Regions from separate parts of the Mus musculus genome. Here region 1 is linked to region 2. The links are chromatin contacts, called in public HiChIP or PLAC-seq maps. All regions are on one chromosome and are shown on one strand. The core of a region is the stretch at or near the end of the contact, and the rest is flanking DNA. Distances in the headings are between cores, read along the strand shown. Region 1 overlaps B3gnt2 (UDP-GlcNAc:betaGal beta-1,3-N-acetylglucosaminyltransferase 2). Region 2 has its middle 3.8 kb from the start of Gm39607.

Region 1 (5,620 bases), core at 933-3,432, 2.4 Mb before region 2:
TTGTTGAAGAAATGAGCATGAGGTGGAGAGGAGGCACACTGGGAGGCTGGTGTAGTTTGTGATCTGCAGACTGCCTGCTTCCTGTTATTCTGCATATGTGGTCTCACAAGCTGGAGGGATCCTTTAAAAATGGAAATATCTGGAGGTCACTTCTCTGGGCTGACTCCTCCTGTTTCTGTTGAAATGTATTGACAGTTCTGGGGTCTACTAGAATATCTACCTCTGTTCTTCTCTCCCTCCCATTACCATCCTGCCCTTTGGCTCTTGTGCCTACCACTCCCCTTAGGGGTGCTGGTGCTGCCTTGCTGTCCCTGGCCATCAGTGTTAGCTTGTTCCCCAGCCTCTGTCTGTTTTAGGCATGTTGGTATTTGTCCGAGTACCTCATTGGTTTTAGAAAGGGAAAGTTGAGGGTCCCGGGAGTGGTCCAGGGTTAAAGTGTACGTTTCATTTGACAGATTCTAGAGGTGGGAAAAAACCGACTCTGTGAGGGGGTGGCATTTGGAAACATAAAGGCAGACGTGGGGAAGTGTGAACCTCAGGCAGATCTGACTGGGTAGAGTTTGGGGTGGTGTCTAAGAGAGACCCAGGGACCAGAGTGTCTGCTAAGGGAAAGCCCAGCAGCAGAGTTGGCCCAGCTCTACCTAAGGGACTGCCATTTGTCCCCATCTTGAGGACTCTGCCTAGGATCCAAAGCTGCCAGTCAGGAGAAAGAGGAGGAGAGTGGTGCTGAAATCATGGTAAGCTGTGTTGGGCTGTAAGTAAGTAGAATGCAAGAACTATGACAGTCTAGCTGGGAAGGGGGTTGTTTGGGAAGGTCAGCGTAGGGCTAGCAGCACCAGCAAGGAGAGCATGTCTGTGACCACCAGAGAGGGCAGAAATTGAGGCCACTGCTTGACCCTGGCCCTAGGGGCCTGTGTCTGCTGTTACTGGAGTGGGACTCTAGGGCAGTAGCCTTGGGGTGGGTAGCATGGCCAACCAGGCCAGTAGAGATTTTATTGATGGTGGTTTTTGACTCTGGGGCTGATGACGAGCATCTTGGTAACTATGGCAACTGGTTAAGGGCAGTATTTCCTGCCCTTCTTGGGAGGGAAAAACAACCAAATAAAACCTTAGGGTTGGCTGGTGAGTATAACTTTCATCCCAGCTCTGAGCAACAGAGGCAAGAAGATCTCTGAGTTTTAGTCCAGCCTGGTCTGCTTGAGACTGTCTTCAGGCTCTCTGAGACCACATTCACACATGGGTTGAACGCATGCTCCAAGTCTGTTCTGTGAAGGTCCTGACATTTTAGGAAGATTCTGTGACCCGTGAACTCCACACTTAAGAGTTCATGTTGAGGATTTTAAGAAATTGCTCTTTGGAATGCACTACATGTGTGTGTGTGTGTGTGTGTGAGAGAGAGAGAGAGAGAGAGAGAGAGAGACAGACAGACAGACAGACCGACAGACGTCTGTCTTGTCCATCCCTGGCTTTTAAGTGCCTGTGCCCTTAAATGAATCCTTTAGGTCTGCTTTAGGTCTGGCCTTAGATTGTCAAGGGAAGCCCAGTGACATTTAAAAATCGAATTATTTGAGTTATTTGTCTAATACAAAAAAAGATCAAAGTGAGTTTATAAACAGATGCTTCCCTCTTAATCTTGGAGCTCTGTAGTGGAAAATTCAACCAAAGATGGGAAATATTTAGAAAAAACAGAAAAAAAAAAACCCCAAACAATAGAAAATGATACAATAAAAGTAACACAAGTTAAAGATACAATGTGACTCTAGCCCTTCACTGTGCTAGTGTGGCAGGCTCTGTAGCACAAGCTGAGTGCCCAGCCATGTTTCAGAGGCATCTTTCTGAGGCCTTGATAGGTACCAGTTGTACCTTGTTTGCTTTGCTTGTTTAAATGAGAGGCAACCATTTTACTATTCTTTGCCACATAAGGAATTACCTCTCTTCAAATGAACTTAAAATATCTCCTATTTTTAACTAAAAATATACTCCTATTTTTAACCGAGTGTTTTCTTTTGAGTTTTTGTTCTCAAGGTTCTGTTGGGTCTTCTGTTAAAAAGGAAAAAAAAAAAAACTCTTTATAATGGAAATTTTCAAATCCGGTAATGTGTTGAAGCCTCGGGCAATCCTGTTCTTGCCCCACCCTACCCATATCCTGTCTGCTGCAGGCTCTAAGCCGAGGGGAGAGGGAAGTGTCCTGGGTAGGGTGAGGCAGATAAATCCCTTCAGCCCTAGAGGGTGGATTGCTGCAGCCCTAGTTCCTATAATAGTAGTACATGCTGGGATTTAGTACTGAGGTGATGGGAATTACTTATTCAAAGAGACTGGGTTTCCAGTCAGTTCCTCAGTGTGCCCATATATTGAATGAATACTAATTTTTCTTGGTGAGTGGCCAGAGAAAGATACATTACTATTTTGAAGGTAAATGTGTTTTAAATCTATGTGCAAATATTTTAAAATTGTAGCCAAGACAGTCCGCAGATACTGTTCAGTAAATTGAAGTCTAAACAACATCCAAGAGGGTAGAGAGGAATTGGAAGTGAGGCCTGAGGGAAAGGGTGGCTTGTTTGTGTCACCCCAGAGCCAGATGTCCTAGGAATAGTCTGGGAGGAGATGGATGGATGGACTCTTACCATAGGGCAGAGGCGACTGGATGCATGGGAAGAGTGATACTTGGTTCTTATTGGTGGGGTGCTAGGGGGGCATCCATCTTTTAGGGCTCTTGAGGTGTGGCATGTAGTCTGCCTCTCTCTGGGCTCAGAGCCAGTCTCAGCTTTCCTGGAGCCATTCTGTTTGGCAAACAGACCTGGGAGGAGAGGTACATTGAGGGGACTAGATCTTCTCTTCTTTTAGAGGGGTGGGCTGCTCTGTGTGGGGCACTAAGAATCAGGAGGTGATTGTACAGTTCCCACAGAGAGCAGGGACTGAGCCTGGCCCTTCATGGATGGGGTAGAACTAAGAAGCAAGAGACCCGTCAAAGGCATTGACAGTAGCACTTCTGGATGGAGGGGGGTCAAGTCCCTGAGAGTGCTCGATGGGATGACTGTCTTCCCTCCATGCCTCTACTCCATACTGCTTCTTGCTGCCTCCTGCTTCTCTCAGAAGTCAGAACCTCAGCCAAGTTTCTGGCCTTAGGGGCCAGTTTCTCCCTAAAGTGAGGGAGGAGACTTGGTAACCATTTTCCTGGCTTATGCATTCTGTGGGCCCTTGATTAGACCTACAGCTGGAAGGAGCACAATGAGGATGTAGGAGTGCCATTTGTTATTTACAATTTTCTACCTAAAGAAAATCTGGGCTAAAATTAACACACCAAGTAATGAGTTCCGTTATCTTTGTCTGTTTTGCCTTGCTAAGTGTGGAGCCCAAGTTCTGGATATTCTAGGCATGTGCTCTGCTACTGCATTGCACCACCAGGCTCTGCTGTGGTTTCCGTGCCCAGGGCTTTGTTTGACCCACACTGACCTTGGATCTACTGTGTAGTGAAGAACTTCTGTTCTTCCAGTTTCTACTCCTAATGCGACCATAAGCATGTGTGGTGCTAAGGATCAAATCCAGGGCTTCTGGCAGCCTAGGCAAGCACTCATCTAGCTGGGTCACATTCCCAGTTCTCACGCCTGTTTGTAGAAGAGTCAGGTAGCTGTCCTTTAAGAGACTGTAATACAGTAAGTCTAGGAGTTGTGGAGTCTCAGGCTGTGGTCTCTTATTTCCCTTGGTGTCTTCTTCACAGTAATCAAGGACGTGTTCTCTTTTGGGAAAATTTGTTACTGGAAGCCTCTGTCCTAACAGCGGAGAAGTTGAAACTTCCCAAAGCAATTTATTAGGTTACTTAAAATAAACACGGTGTTTGAGATACTCTCGAACTTTATTTCATAGAGCATAGGAATTACCAAATATAGTTAGTTAGAATTGAGAAAGACAGAGTTTGCCCATAGAGTATGTGCTGAGAATAGCTTAGGTTTGTGTTGTTTGTGTGTTTGCTTTAAGGCGGTCTTGTTGGGTAGTCCAGATGTCTTCATACATACTTGTGATTCTCCTGACTCCCCAAGTGATGGGATTATAGGACTATGACACCAGGTCTAACTTTACATAGGTGATTTAAAATTTTTATTTTTAAATTTTTTACTTTGTGTGTGTGCGTGCCACATATGTGTGTGCCCATTGAGGCCAGAAGGCCTGGAGCTGAAGGTACATACAATGTAGCTAAGCCTCTCATGAGATGCTGGGAACTGAACTTGGGTTCTTAGAAGAACAGCCAGTGTTCTTAACCACTGAACCATCTCTCTATCCCTTAATTGAAATTTTTTAGAAGATTTACTTTTAAGTAAGTGTGTGTGTGTGTGTGTGTGTGTGTGTGTGTGTACGTACATACATACACATTTGCTCCTAGGGGTTAAAGAGGACATCAGAGCCCTTGGAGCACACTATGGTCATGATCATTCTAATAGTTACTTAAAGTTTGTCTTCTAACTGTTTTAACTGGCTTTTACTGTATGAATCTATAGAAATGGGTACCCAGCCCCCAGCCTACCTTTACACCAAGATTACCAAGCCAAGATCAGTGGCCTGCTTATTTCCAGAAGCAATTACACCCTTTATATAATGGGATTCTGTTTCTAGTCCAGTACTGTAATCTATGTTTGTGCATTTTTATTAATTTTTAATTGCCTTCTTCCTCCCTTTCCCCATCCCTTGGGCCTGTGTTTGTTTATAGACCTACTTAGTTGTGACTGTTTCCTGAGAGTGTTCTCAGGTAGCTCCACTGTCTTGAGGATGGTACTGGGTAATGTTGTCCTAGTATTAGCAAGTGGGGTATTAAGGAGAAAAGGTTTTTGACAAAACTCACCGTAAAAGAACTGGCAAGTAGCCAGCCAAGGACTAGAGGAGAAATGGTGGCTCATGTATGAATCTATCCAAGGATGATTGTCGCAAGCACTGTTAGAGACTTGATCAGAAAGCGGAAGCTTCCCTAAAAGCTGGGCGTGGTTGGCTGCACCTGCTTGCTACCTCAGCACACTTGGGAGGTAAGTCATGAGGACCAGGACCTCAGGGTTGCCCTTGAGGAAATTGCCCCTGTGTAGGAAATTCACGACCCCTGGTTGAAGACCCAGCCTGAAAAAACGGCAGAAAAGTCTTCCCTTTCTGTCCCCCTGCTTCCTCCTCTGCCCCTGGAGCCCTGTGAGTTTCTTGTCCTCAGCTTTGTTGTCTGTGGAGTGTCAGACTGATTAGAAATAAGAGTTCTGTTGTCCTGTCACACATGTCGTTAGAGAGTGATAAGTCAGATAAATGTGCAGGAGATGCCAAAGGCAGAAGTAATAAAGCTGCCCCAAAGTGGGTGAGGGGAACAAGAGGTTCAACTTCATGGAGCTTTTTCGTTTACTTTGTTACTGAACTAGAATTAATAGACTGTGGAAAAAGACCTTGTCACCAATGATAATTCTCCCTGAAGGTTGACAGTGACATGTTGGTTCTCCCTGTGGGTGACCTCAGCATAGTGAGGCCCTTGCCTCTGGGGACTTTGGTTTTCCTCTGTAAATAAGGAAATCTATATGGTTGCCTGGATTAGAAATCTGTTTCCTTCTGCAGTTGGGCTGCAATCCCGTGGGAAGGCATGTGTGTGTTGTTGAGTGAA
Region 2 (5,432 bases), core at 2,356-4,855:
AAGCCAGATTAGCTCATGGCGAACCAGAAAGCAAGCTGAGAGACAGGGACTCAGAAATACGCTTCTGCCAAAAGCCAGAGTCCTGAGGGCAGAACCTCATTCCCAGTAGTAGCACAGCCAGTTCTCAAATGCAGGTAGGGTGGCAGGGTGGGGGTGGCTGGGAGGGGAAGGAGTCTGGTTGCTTCAAGGTGGCTTGCTCTGGGGAACAGGCAGGGCTGTAGAGGGGTTCTTCTTTGGCAGCATCTTTGGACCTGTGGCCTTATTTTGCCTCATGTTTTCATCCTAGGTAGGTCAATAAATAAGACCACTCTCACAATGCTTGAGCTAAACTTGAAGCAAGCTTTATTAAATGCTGACCAGGACGTATCTAACTGGGGGCAAGCATGCTTCTGACATACTTCCTACCTATGTGCCTCCTGCCTACATGTGATCGAGTACACCCTCTGCAGTTGGGGCTTTACATGAAGGACAGCCTGAGCATTCCAGGAAGTCATCTGTCCTTGGACAAATGGGGCTTACAGGTTTATCTGTCCTTGGGCAAGTGGGGCTAACGGGCTTAGACATCTTTATTTTATAGATCTCTTAAGCACAGTAATTTAAACTTAAAACTTAACTTGAGCCTTCAGGCAGCCCTCAGCCTTTGCCGGGTCTCCTTGCCAGGCTATTACACAGGGGTCTGCAGAGCCTTGAACTCAACACAGCGCCTGCTTCAGACCCAGCGTTAGGGATGGCTTGTGTATCAGCTTCTTTTCTCTGTTGCTGAGATAAAAGACCATGACCACGGCAACTGTAGAAAGAAGGATTGATTTGGGCTTCGGTACTAGAGAGTAAGAGTTCATCCCTGGGAGGTACGTACGGCAGAGGCAGGCGTGGTGACTGGATCAGGAAGCCAAGAGCTCACATCTCCACCACGAGTACGAAAAGGAGCATGAGCTGCAGGTGGGGTGGGCCCGTATAATATCCAATCCTCTCCCAGGGACATACTTCTCTAACAAGGCTTTGTATCTTCAACCTCCCCAAAACAACAGGGGGCCAAGTTCAAATACCTGACAGGATAGTTCTCATCCCAAAACACTACAGCTTTATGAAACAGAAAGAGTTAGCTGGTAGATTATCGTGGGCTGGACTCTAGACACTTGCTGTGTACTTTATGTGTTTAAGTAATTGATTAATTTCATTTTGAGGCAGGGTCTCATGTAGCCCAGGCTAGACTTGAACTCATCATGTGGGTGATCTCATCTCAAGATGGCTTCTTGCTGTGAAGGGTCATCATGACCCAGGTAACTCTTATAAAAGACAGTATTTAATTGGGGGCATTGCTTATAGTTTCGGAGGGTTAGTCCATTATTATCATGGTGGGGAGTGTACAAAGCAGCATGGAGGCAGGCATGGTGCTGGAGCAGTAGTAGATGAGAGCTACAATCTGATCTGTAGGCAGAGAGAGAGAGAGAGAGAGAGAGAGAGAGAGCCCAGAAAGGGCTTTGAAACCTTCAAAGCCCACCCTTAGTGACACTCCTTCTCCAACAAGGCCACACCTCCTAATCCTTGTAATTGTTCTTTAACAGTTCACCTGCTGAGGGCCGAGCTACAGATTCACAAACCTGTTAGGGCCCTTCTCATTCAAATCCCCACTGTGGGTAAGACTGGCCTTGATCTCTCGGTCCTCTTGCCTGGAGCTCCCAGCGCTGGGATTACAAGTGTGTACTACTGCAAGTGGGACGTGTTTAGTTTTATACAGGGTCTCTCTATGTGCTCAGTTGGTCTCCAGTTTCTGGTCCCCTTTCCAGGGCACTCAGCTGATGTCTTCATCTAAATCATCATTGCCTACAGCTACACCTCTACCTCTTGGTGTACAGGGTGGACAGACGGGAAGAAGCCCCCAGAGCACCCTGCAATTGGTTCTTCCTGCATGCCGTTCTGATGGCATTTCTGTACAGTCGGCGATGTCAGTAAGCTCCTAGCCTCTGCCGACCATGCTAGAGAGAACCTTTCACTCCTCTCAGACTCCAGTCACCTGAGGATGTGTGGGTTAAGGGGAGGCACCCTGGTTGGAAGCCCCCAGTTCTCAGTGTGGAGGCAGCATGCTGGGGAAGGCTGCTTGCTGTTTTTAAGCTGAGTAGGTTCCTGGGTGTCAGGGGCTGAGGAAGGATCCTTTAAGGACACTCAGCCTTTCCACCGAGGGAGCTGGCATGAGACAGAAAGGAGAAAGAAGCACAAGTAGGTGGAAGGAAGTAGCTGAAGGCACTTGGCAGGAAGACAGTCACCAAAGCAGTGACCACCCTTGTGCCAAGGAGGAAGGCACAGCCTCAGGCTGCATTTTATATGCCATGGCATGCATGTCCTTATGATGGCTGTCCTGTGGATCATGGGAACAGCTGACCATCATTGGGAAGCAACAGGCTCCTAAGGAAAGTCAAGGTGTCCTTCCTTGAATGGTAGCATCAATGGAAAAATCATCATGGGAACTGCTCTGCAGGAGCTCTCTCTCTCTCTCTCTCTCTCTCTCTCTCTCTCTCACACACACACACACACACACACACACATCTCAGTAATTGCCTTGTTGCTGCATACTCAAGCAGGGATGCATGGAGCCAGGAAACAGAGATTTCCCTCCTAGAGAGGCATGGATATTCTCTCTCTCTCTCTCTCTCTCTCTCTCTCTCTCTCTCTCTCTCTCTCTTCCTCCCCTTTCCTCCTTTCCCTCCCCCCCTCTTCTTTCCTTCCTCTTTGCCACCCCCCCCTCTCAAGACAGGGTCTTACTAGGCAGCCCGGTACTCACTATAGAGACCAGACTGGCCTCGAACTTACAGAGCTCCACCTGTTCTGTGGCTCTCAGTGCTTAGGTTGAAGGCGTGCAGCGCCACACCCAGCCTGGCATGGGAATGCCCAAGAAGTGCAGAATTAACCTGTTCATCGTGGGTTTCTTTATTCACCCTCTGGGCAGTGCATGGAGCTGTGCGATGTTCTTTGGGACTTGGAAGTTGATTTTAATGTTTAAAGTAAAAGGCATCCTTATCTACAACTTATGAGAGACTTGTGAAAAACAGGCGGCAGCAACACAGAAACAAAAGCACCTGGGCTGGTTTGTTTCCTTCATGATCTATGGGTCTCTTCGGAGCCCTAGTAACATCCAACCCAAGGGCGTTGCTTCTGGCGGAGGGTGGGAAATGGAAATTGTCACTTCGTGGGTATGGGGAGGCCGACGTCCTTGACTTTAAGTGACAAACCCAACAGAGAAAGGAATAAACCAAAAGAGAGGAAGACAGCAAAATGGAACAAAGTGGTCAGCAGTGTGCAAACAATCTGTGCTTTGCAGCAAACTTCCTGCAGTGGAGGGCCGTAGTGGAGGCTGGCCACTGAGAGGCGCCTGCAGGTAGAGCCTCCCCCAAAGGAGCCTGTAGGTAGACCCTCCCCCCAAAGGAGCCTGTAGGTAGAGCCTCCCCCAAAGGAGCCTGTAGGTAGACCCTCCACCCCCACCCCCACCCCAGGCAGCCCATGTCTCCCAGGCTGGCCTTGAGAGGGCTTCCAGGCCTTGGCTGAGAAGCCTGTATGGGTCTGGCTGCTTCCTCTTTCTCTGCTACCCCGTGGCCACCTGTGTCTGGTTCGCTCCGCCTCAGTGAGAACCAGGAAAGCCTAGAGACTGAGAAGAGGGCTGACTTCCCAGAACCTCAGGGGTAGAGAGGGGAGGGGTGAGGACATCTTGAACGGGAGCTGCCATTAGCTGAAGAAACGTTCTGTCTTGTGCCTCGCTGTCCTGGTCAGCTCCCAGGATAGGCCGCGCAGCAGGTACTACTTCTGCTTGTCCTCATGGGAAGGGCAGGGTTATTCGCAGACTGGTTAAGGCCTGCCAGGCAAGGACTCTACCTCAAGCTGCTTCAAGGGCCTGTGGTGGTTCGTATTGACTGCCAACTTGACAGAATTGAAGACATCTTGGACAACATCTAGACATTTTTGTGAAGGATTTCCTAGGTAAGTTTAGGTGAGAACACGTACCCTCATGTGGGCTGGGGTCCTGGATTGCATAAGAAGGAGACAGCAAGCTAAGCAAAGGCATCCATTGCTCTCCTTCCTGACTGTGGACGTGATGAGGCCCAGAAGTCTCCTACTGCCTGACCATCCTCGCTAGGTAGATGGTCTCCCCAGGAACTGTGGCCAAAGTTAACCCTCCCGCCCTTACGCTGCATCTGGTAGGTGTTTTGCCACAGCAAGGAGACAAGCAGCTACTCAAGAACATAGTACTCAGCGGACTCCAGGCACAGGGACTGTTGGGTCATGATCCCAGTAATTCACATTGGTGCTTTGTCACCGAGTCCTTGTGTGAGCATCCGTGGGTCCAGGGATCCCTTCTGAGCCCTTCCTCTCTAAAGCTAAAACACACTTCACACTGGCATGAAACCTCATGACTGTGGCTGGCTCACACGGTTCTAGGCCCGCGGTGAGGCAGAGTGTCGCTTTTGTTAGTTCTGTTCTCCACGGAACACATGGGGCATCTCCTTTTCTGGACTGTTTCTCCTGGGATACTGACCCAAGAAAGAACAGTAACAAGCAAGCGTTTACTCCTCTCTGCTGTGTAATTAGCCCTAAATTAAGCCACTCAGTGAGCTGGGATGCTGTTCTGTTGTTTAGGCTGGCTTCGAACTCCTGGACTCAAACAATCCTCTTGCCTCAGGCTCCTACGTAGCTGGGTTGTACACCACGGTGCCTTTTAGGAGTGGCCTGTGTTACATACAGTTTCTGTGTGTGACTGATTCCGGAACCCAGTTTGGCAGCTCTGGTTCAGAGACTCTTAGGAGCTGCAGGTATCTGACTTGACCTGAGGCTGAGCGTGGTACTTTCAAAGGACTGGCTGGTGGGTGGGGCTGGTGGGCGGGGCTGGTGGGCGGGGCTGGCGGGGTGGGGCTGGCTCTTAGTGCAAAGGCCCAGCTCCTAAAGCAGTGCTTCAGTGACTCAGGTTTAAGATTTCCATCAAAAGAGCATGATTGTGGGCCAGGTGCAGGGCAAGGGCAACAGAAGAGGAGGACGCAAGCACGGGAAACGGGAGGTGGGAGGAGGCACTGGGGGAATTGGGCTCGTGATCCCAAGAGGCAAGTGGCTTGGTGGGGACCCACAAAGGGCACTCAGCATGAAGGGATGGAGTAGAACCACTGTCACACCCAGTGAATTCCACAAGGGGGACAGAACTCTAACCCCAGGAGAATCTCAACCGTGTTCAATTGGAGATAGATCAAACATGATTGCCACCATCCTGACCTGATCTCTAAAACAGACAGCACCAGGAACGCATAGAGTGGTGGGTTCTGGAATGAAGGGACAGGAGCCTCTCCTCTCCCCTCCTCTCTTCTTTTTCTCCCTCCCTCCTCCTCCCCATATTTACAATACTGGGGAGTGAACACCCAGACTCCTACGTGCTTAAGCACTTCAGCACACAGTTA

Evidence for each region. HiChIP or PLAC-seq counts read pairs in DNA pulled down with a chosen protein or histone mark.
Region 1: a contact with region 2 is called in an H3K27ac HiChIP or PLAC-seq map of large pre-B cells, with 4 times the contacts expected there. The contact joins two enhancer-like sites. A contact is called at or near these places in 1 of 39 promoter capture datasets (pre-B cells) and 1 of 115 datasets of contacts at active chromatin or transcription factors (large pre-B cells).

Annotation. Positions count from the first base shown.
Region 1 is chr11:22,848,118-22,853,737 of GRCm38.p6, reverse strand. The region is part of intron 1 of B3gnt2 (UDP-GlcNAc:betaGal beta-1,3-N-acetylglucosaminyltransferase 2); the gene reads left to right. Among named protein-coding and RNA genes, the nearest start is that of B3gnt2, 8.8 kb to the left of the region's middle. Within about 2 kb of position 2,182, at least 93 of the 459 cell types and tissues checked have an H3K27ac peak or open chromatin away from gene starts, as enhancers often do.
Region 2 is chr11:20,462,949-20,468,380 of GRCm38.p6, reverse strand. No RefSeq gene overlaps it. Among named protein-coding and RNA genes, the nearest start is that of Gm39607, 3.8 kb to the left of the region's middle. Within about 2 kb of position 3,605, at least 73 of the 459 cell types and tissues checked have an H3K27ac peak or open chromatin away from gene starts, as enhancers often do.